Linked DNA regions of Mus musculus: region 1 is linked to region 2. The links are chromatin contacts, called in public HiChIP or PLAC-seq maps. All regions are on one chromosome and are shown on one strand. Each heading gives the region's core, a stretch centred on a gene start, on an enhancer-like site or on the middle of the called end of the contact. The rest is flanking DNA. Distances are from core to core; before and after follow the strand shown.

What was found. HiChIP or PLAC-seq counts read pairs in DNA pulled down with a chosen protein or histone mark.
Region 1: a contact with region 2 is called in an H3K4me3 HiChIP or PLAC-seq map of neural progenitor cells, with 6 times the contacts expected there. The contact joins the promoter of Fam110a here to the enhancer-like site in region 2. A contact is called at or near these places in 7 of 39 promoter capture datasets (3T3-L1-derived adipocytes, cranial neural crest, embryonic stem cells and 3 more), 2 of 484 Hi-C or Micro-C datasets (cortical glia and nephron progenitors) and 13 of 115 datasets of contacts at active chromatin or transcription factors (bone marrow-derived macrophages, craniofacial prominence, embryonic forebrain and 8 more).

What each region holds. Positions count from the first base shown.
Region 1 is chr2:151,978,432-151,982,370 of GRCm38.p6, reverse strand. Fam110a (family with sequence similarity 110, member A) reads left to right here and starts at 2,152. Exons shown (of 2, transcript NM_146127.3): 1 at 2,152-2,378.
Region 2 is chr2:151,888,580-151,893,053 of GRCm38.p6, reverse strand. No RefSeq gene overlaps it. Among named protein-coding and RNA genes, the nearest start is that of Angpt4, 20 kb to the left of the region's middle. Within about 2 kb of position 1,788, at least 11 of the 459 cell types and tissues checked have an H3K27ac peak or open chromatin away from gene starts, as enhancers often do. A contact at or near this core is called in cortical glia and neural progenitor cells, where this site is marked.

The sequences.
Region 1 (3,939 bases), core at 903-3,402, 89 kb before region 2:
GAGTTGGGCATATCCTATTCTGTCAAATCTTTCTCTGATTCATCACTTTATCTGCCGCTCAACTAGACATCACTTTCAAACATCGATGCTTCCTTCTACAAACTAACTTCACCTTTGTTGTTTGGCATTAAAGGTGTGTGCTAAGGGCTGAGCCACACCACAACTAGAGACAGATTTTTTTTTTCAGTAACTAACACAGTCTGGGGGTTCACAGTGTGATCAAATATCCTGCAATACACATGTATGAATGCATCACACACACACATACAAACAAAAGTTTAAAAAATTCTGTGACAGTTCAAGACTTGGAAATTTGCAAATGTCACAGAAGTATGAATAAGAAGCTAAGTGCTGAGAGGCAGCATCTTTCCTGCAGGTTAGCTTTCACAGAGCCAGAGGTGCAGTGTAGGCTGCTGGGAGAGAAGAGATGTCAGCAGTCTTACCCAGATGTGAATCCTCTGAACTGCAATAGTGACCAGCAAGGCACAAATGCTTTCGTGGTAGCCAACAGCGTTTTGGTTGGACTTACAGCTTGTTCCACAGGAGGATGTGCATGTCTGGTATTGCAAATCTGGCCAAGAACCCATGGTTAGGGAGCCTACTGGTCCCAGGGTGAACCTACTGCTATTATTTGCTAAATGGTCACACTATCAAACTGCCTTCTAAATTCACTCTATATCCATAAAACTAATGCAGCTTACAGACGCCATCAGAGAAGGTTTTCTGTGCCATGGACAGCACAACTGGTCGAGGGGCTGGGAATAAGAGTCTGTGGAGGGCTCTGCCACCGGTGTGAAATATGTATCAAATCAGGACGGAAAGACTGTAAGAGCCAGAGGTCAGAGAGGACCAGAGTAAAACAGACTCTTGTGGGCACTTCAGGGCCACTGCGCCGGCAAACCACAGCAGCTGTGGTTGTCTGTACATGATCAAGCCAGTTAACATTTCAGTACAGAGAGGGGAGAGGCTATGAGCCCCCACTGGAGGAGCTAGTTAGTTATAGCTGAATGTTTCTGGGGGAAGGAAAGTCAGTTTTTTAAAGGGTTGCAGCAGATTAGACTTGGTGCCTTTTAAAAAAACAAAAACAGGAGGAAGAGAGGGTGGGTGTAGGAGGAGTTAAGGGGAGAGAGTGCGGTAAATACGACTAAAATACACTGTGTTTATGTATTAAATTCTCAATGAATGAATAAAAGTATTATCTTTTAAGTGTAAAGGAATTAGTTGCTGTTTGTTATTGTAAATAGGCTATGTTTATTTAAATAGTATGGTTATGTATTTAATATCTATCTATGCTGTACAGAGAGTTTTGAAGTATGCTTAAAACATGACACTTCCTTAGCATTCTCCCATTGTTCTTAAATGTCGTTTAATCTAATCGTTGTAAGTTAATGCATGGTATTCCCAGCTGGAAAGCGGCGTTGAAGGTAGGTACCTCAGAGCTGGGTCATGAGTCCTGACAAGAATTATGTAGAAAGCTCGATTCAGCTTCTTTCCCAGGATCGACGTCTATAATTGATCTGGTTTTGATAAGCACAGTGGGAGCTACGGGTGTGCCCGTTTGAGGATTGACTTGCCATTTCAGGTTAGGGGAACAGAGAGGGAGAGAGGATTGTGGGTAAACACACAGAGAGGTAGCTGCTGAGTTGGAAGTAGGGCCTAGTTTGGGGGGTGGTCACTTAGTACCAACTCATGGGGAGACTTAAGTCAGGCAGCAAGTGTGAGGACTACTTGGGCAAAACGCATGAATTCCGAGTCAGCCTGGGCAACTTGGTGAGACCCTGCCTCCAAAGAAAAAAGTGAAGGGAGAGAAAGCTAGGTATGGCATAGACCTATAATCCTAGTACTAAGGAGGTTGTGGCCAGCCTGGGCTAGGCTAGTTATGTGTGAAGGCCCTGCCTCAAAACCCCAAAAATATTGGTACTAGTGCCTGTGCAAAACCAAGCAAACAAATTTGGGACTAGTAACTCTTGCAGCTGGAGACCGAGGAAGTCCAGCTGGAAGAGAAGAAAGGTCTGCCAAGGCCTGGGCAGCCGGAAGGCCAAGCGGCCAGCTGGGCTCCGGGCAGCAGTCGCCCTGCTGCATCTGCGGCTCCTGATGTTGCCTGGCAACCCGGGTGGCGCGCCGTTCGAACGGAAGCGACGGGCCAATCAGGAAGTCCGGGGCGAACCATTGCAGCAACGGGGACGGCGGGCTCACTTCCCTTTCCTCTGGGGCCCCAGGGACGTTCTCCCGGAGGGAATCGTGGGACAGCCAGGGCGTCCCACTCGGAAGAGCTCGCCGGTCTTCACACGTAGTAGCCTTCTCAGGTCTGCAGGGACCACCAGCTGTCAGCCTCGGCAGCCGGCGAGGAGCGGGATTCCTCTGGACGTGGGCTGCAGGTGAGCATGGGGGTAGGAGGCGGAGGGTCCCGGGGCAGTGCCCACGCATTAACCCGGGCAAGAGTCTCAGTACAGGGGGTCGACAGAGGAGAGTTCGTGTCTAGTGTCCAGCCCAGGGGGCCAGCAAAGGATCCAGGCTGTTTCCCTTTCCCACTCTGCAGTTCCCGCTCCTGGCCGATCAGAGGAACCCCGCGGGTTACTCTTTAAGGGGCTTATTGGGAAGACGTGGCTCAGGGGATCCCAGGGCTAGGCTACCCGTGCCCTACCGGCCCTTGGAGTTCCCCTTCAGGACATATACCATTCCCTCCCCATTCGCAACTTTTCTGCCTTACAGGGTTCTACAGAGTCCCAGTTCCCAGTGCTGCCCTCTCAGAGGGCCTCCCTGGGTTGAGTCCCTAGGACTGCAGGGCAGGGTTGAGTCCCTAGGACTGCGGATCCAAAGGCCTTGGAAGTCATGTGGATGTGTGTGTGTGTGTGTGTGTGTGTGTGTGGTACCTCTAAGCCAGAGTTGCTGGAACTGGACTTGAGAGTTGGGTGCAGGGTCAGACCCTCCCAAGTAGAGCATCTAATTTAGGCTGGACTCTTACCTACCCCCCTGTTGTTGATCTCGTTTCGTAGGTGGGGAATCTGAGGTTCTGTGAAGTTGAGGCTGTTGCTCAAAGGCACAGACTTAACTATGCAGAAGTCTTCAGTCCTTGACACAGGGAATCACCGACTCGATGGAGGATCTCTTATGAAGGGAACTACTCTTCCTCTGAGCCTCATTCTGGCTCTGGGGGAGCTGTGCTTGTCCATCTGTCTTTGTGTCATGCTCCCTACTCCAACTCTTGTATGGCCCAAGCTGGCCTCAATCTTACTATGTATGACCAGGCTGGTCTTGAACTCTCCGTCTTCCTAAATCTGCCTCCTCGGATGACAAGCATGTGCCACTGGCACACCAGTTCTGTGCCATTTTCGGGATAGAACCCAGGGCTTGGTTTGTGCTAAGAGAGCAATCTACTAGATGAGTTACACCACTGCCTCATTTCTTTCCACGTCGTCTAGCTTCCTGTAGCCTGATCTCTCCCCGAGTGTCCTGTTTTTCTCAGTAGCGTCTGTTCCATATTATGCGTGAGGTGTCTTATTAAGCAGTTTATTATCTTCCCCAGTGGAATGTGTCGGGCAAATGAGATGCTTAGCACAGGCACAAAAATGTCAGGGTGGCCGAAACTTGCAGAATCAAGATGATCAAAGCCAACATCTGTTGGCCATTTGCTGTGTATTGTGCTGGGGGTGGAGCAGGATAGGGTGGTGTCACTCAGGTGGACTCTGGCCAGCAGAGCCAGCATAGGCATTGTTATGAGCACACACACACACACTCTCTCCTCCAGCTACCTCACTTTAGGCAAAATGACAGGTGCCTCCGTGCTTCAGTGATTTGCAGCAAGCAAGAACTGGACAGACGCAGAATGGCCCTCAGTAAGGACTGATGGGAAATAATCCGAAACTCCTTAGATACTTTTGTGGCACCAAGAGGAACATAGATGACTAGCAAAGGGTCTGGGTGAGAATTACACACATA
Region 2 (4,474 bases), core at 539-3,038:
TGTATAAATATATGTGTGGATATGTGTGAACACTGTGTGTGCTGGTGTGCATGGATATGTGTGTGTGCTGGAAAGAAGGAGAGAGAGAGGGGGAGAGAAGGGGGAGAGAGGGAGGGAGAGAGAGTGTCAAGAGCAGAGGTTAACATTAGGTGTCTTCTTCAACCTCTCTCCACCTTGGTCCAGTGAGATAGGGTTTTTCACTGATCCTGTAGCTCCAACTGGACTGGATTATAGGTGTGGACTGCCCTGCTCAGTTCTCTTCTTTTTAAAAAAAAAACATAGATAGGTTCAGGGGATTTGAACTCAGGTTCTCATGCTTGTTCTCACCCTTCCCGCCCCATGGGATGGTGCTACCTATATTCAAGTGAGTCTTTCCTTCTCAGCTGATCCTCCTTGGAGACCTGCGTCCTAGGTGATTCCCAAACACAAGGCTGACATCCCACTGGCCTTCCCCAACGCCCAGGCCCCTCACCTTGTTCATTTCCAGTTGCTAGAGATGGCTGTTCCTCTGTGGCCTTGGCAATCAGTACTGGTAGAAACAAGTTCTCGCCTCCATCCTAGGGCACTCTGTCACAAATACCGACAGCACCTGGGTCCACATGTGCAAAGGATGGTTCAGTAGTGTTTGGATGTAGGATATTTCTGGAGTCAGGCACCCAGGTTCACACCCAGTTTCTGCCATCTGCAGGCTGTGTGACTCTGGGCAAGTTACTCAATGTCTCTGAACCTTGGTGGGGTCATGAGAAGTGCCTAGCTAGTCGGGGTGCCTGGTTCAGAGAGCTGCTGTGGAATGTAAATGAGTGGACAGAGATTGGTTGGATCGTCACTGGATGCTTCAGCTTCTGGTGTAGTCACCTGCCCTGTGACGGAGACGAGGAGGTGTGTGTGTGTGTGTGTGTGTGTGTGTGTGTGTGTGTGTGTGTGTGTGTGTGAGGGAAGGTTGCCTGCTTATGGAATCCCTACCAGAAAGGGAACCAGGGGATCTGTGAGGTATGGGGCTGCAGCCAGGCTGTCTGCCTCTCAACCCTTACCTCCACCCTCTCCTCATGGGTCTTATGTGGGACCGCTCTGTCCCCGTGGGGAGGGTGGCTGGATCTGGCTGGCATACAAGGTTTCCATGGCTGGGGCCCAGTCCACAGTTCAGCCTTCATGAGAAGCAGATGAGTATGTACCCAGGACCATTTGCTCTCCCCCCCCTCCTTCCTCCCTCCCCCCCCCCCCATCCACCACCCTCTTCTACTGTCCTCCTCTCTGCCCAGGGCACAGATAGCTTCCAGATGGACTGGCCTCTGAGCTGGCCACAGAGCAACTTTGTCAGGGTCTCCTTAGGGGCAGGATGAACTGAAGGCTCCTCAGTGGCTCTTGATCCCAGAGGCTACCTGACACAGCACCTTGGTTCAGCCCCAGTGGTCACTCCATTGAGCTGATCTGCCCCGTGGATGGATCTTAGGAAGCAGGAGGGAATGGCCTCCCCTCAGCAACCTCTGGGGAAACAGCTTCTATTTTCTATTAGTTTTCTGAGGATGCAGTCCCCAAGCACAGCCTGAAATCTCAGTGTTACCAAGGGACACTTGTCCCTGACTCCAGTCCCCGAAGATGCCAGCTCTGCTCCCAGAGGTCACATTGTGGCCAGTTCCCTGTAAAACGTCCTAGGTATGTCTTATTCACAGTTAAGGAAATGCACAGATGGTGAGCTTTGGTTCAACACACAGGCCTGTGCTGGCTTTTGCTGTCCTGACAGAATTCTCCAGGGATGTCCCTATATCCCACTGGGACAACTGCATTCTTTCTGATGCTCAATGAAGATGCTTTCAAAACACATGGAGTTCAGCGTGGGCACTGATCAACCAGAGTGGATTCCATCCAGCCCCTGCAGATGCACGTGGCTGACAGCCAATACCAGTGCTGTTGCTGTAGTTTTCCACAGCGCTGGCAGGCCAGCATGCGCCCCCCCCCCCGGGGGGCAGTCTGCAGGCTAGGGGCACAGGTGGCTTCTGGTGTTTTCTCTTTGAGTCAAAGTTGCAATAAATATCATCTTGTACATTTGTGCAGGGTAGACAATCCTTTCCCTCCCTCCCTCCCTCCCTCCCTCCCTCCCTCCCTCCCTCCCTCCCTCCCTCCCTCCCTCCCTCCCTCTCTCCCTGACACCCTCTCCTTCTCTCTCTTGGATACTTAGTCCAAAATACCCTTGAACTCCTAATCATCCTGCCTCAGCCTCCAGAGTGTTAGGATCACAGGCATGTGCCACTAAACATGGCGCAGGGTAGAGTTCTCTCTCTCTCTCTCTCTCTCTCTCTCTCTCTCTCTCTCTCTCTCTCTCTCTCTCTCTTTCTCTCTCTCTCTCTCTCTTTCCTTCCTTCTTTCCTTCCCTTTTTCTTTTATGCATACACTGCAGTATGTGTGTGGAGGCCAGAGGCCAGCCTTGGTTTTGTTCCTCATCTTCCATCTCTTTTTTAAAAAAGGGTCTCCTGTTGCTACTGTGTAGCCCAGCCTGGGAGCTTTCTGGCATTCCCACCTCTGCCTCCCATCTTGGCATAAGAGTTCTAGGATTACAGTCATGCTACTGTGTCTACATGGGTTCTGGGTATCTAAACTTTATCTTCTTTCTACCAGCTGAGCAACCCCCCAGCACTCATGGAGGATAATTTTTCCAGGAGTAAAACTGCATTTTTATACTCATATTAAAACAGAAAAGAATCTGAGCGATGGCCCAGCAAGCAAAGGCACTGGCTACCAAGGCTGAGCACCTGAGTTCAATCCCTGGAACTGACACAGAAGGAGGAGTTGTTCGATGACCTCCACACATTCATGTAGTAGCAACACACACACACATACACACTCATACACACATACATACACACTCATGCATACATACATACACACTCATGCACACACATAGAGACACTTAAGCACACACACTCACTCATGCACAAACACGCTCATGAGTATATACACGCACGCACAAACTTATGCACACACATTCATGCACACACACACTCACTCACAAACACACTGATGGCTGCATACACTCTTGCACACACACAAATTAAGAAAAAAAAGACTTTTTTAAAAAAAGAAATAAGAAAGTAAGAAAAAGAAAATTAAGAAAGGAAGACCGGCTCACCACCACCTCACCTCACACACAGGAAGACCTTGAAGAAGAGAGCCAAGATCTAAGAAGAAAACCTAAAGCCAGACAATTTCTAGACCTAAAACAAGAGAAAATCTGCCGTGACTTTTGGTCAAGCCAAGAAGTTTTAGACAAGACGCAAAAACTATGAGATTAAAAATTTGAAACTGTTGACTTAAAATATAAAGATTTGGAACCTTTCCTGGTGGTTTAACATTCAGGAGGTGGAGGCAGGAGGATTAGGAGTTCAAGGTCATCCTTGGCTATACAGCAACTTCAAGGCCAGCCTGGGAAACAAGACCCTGTGTCAAGCAAACAAATAAACCACCCCCAAGCCAAGACAACAACAAAATCCCCAGCAACAATAAAATATAAAAGTCCTGTTCTAATGGCATTGACTGTTGAAAACATAAGAAGATAAACCAGAGATTAGAATATGTAGGCGAAACCAGCATCGGTAAAAGGACTGCACTTAGAAGATACCGTTTATCTACCTGTTCATTTATTTGTCTCTATTTCTATACTTGATCTCTGTCTATGAAGAAAAAGAAAGGAGAGAAAGCTTTCACAACTCAGTAAGAAGAAAATGATCCAATAAAAACAGACAAAATATTTTAAAAGATACTATATTTATTATCTTTATTTATTTTTAGTTATACATACATACATGCATACTTACACACACACTCACTCACTCACATTTCCTTTATGTTGGTGAGCCATGAGCCTGGCTAGTGCCTGTGGAGGCCAGCAAAGGGTGTGAGAATCCCCTGGAACTAGAGTACCACCATGTGGGTGCTGGGAACTGAACCTCATTCTCTGCAAGAGCAGTAAGTGCTCTTAACCACTGAGCATCTCTCCAGCCCCGAGATACTGTATTCACAGGCATTTCTATCACTGTGAGGAAGCCCCTGAGAACAGGACTTAAGCAAGGCTTCTTTTTATTTGGCGCATGACTCCGGAGGTTTCAGTCCATCCACGGTTGCTCAGCATCGTGTGTCTGGGCAGAACATGGTGGCAGCAGGAGTATGTGTGTGGCATCCTCACTTCAGAGGGGGAGGGAGAAGAAGGAGGAGAAAAGGGAGGTCTCAAGAACGTGCCCCAGGGACCTTAACTCTTCCAGACGGACCTCACATCCTAACATTTGCAGATCTTCCCCAAATAGTGTCATGAGCTGGGGACCACCCCTCTATCACCTCTTATTTAAACCATCACATCATGCTCCAAGCCCTCAGAGTCTCCTCTCCATCTCACAATGTGAAATGCATTTGGTCCACCCGGGAAGTCTTCCCAGCTGCTATGGGCAGCTGTCACACTGTTCAAAAGTGTAAGTCCAGAGTCTCC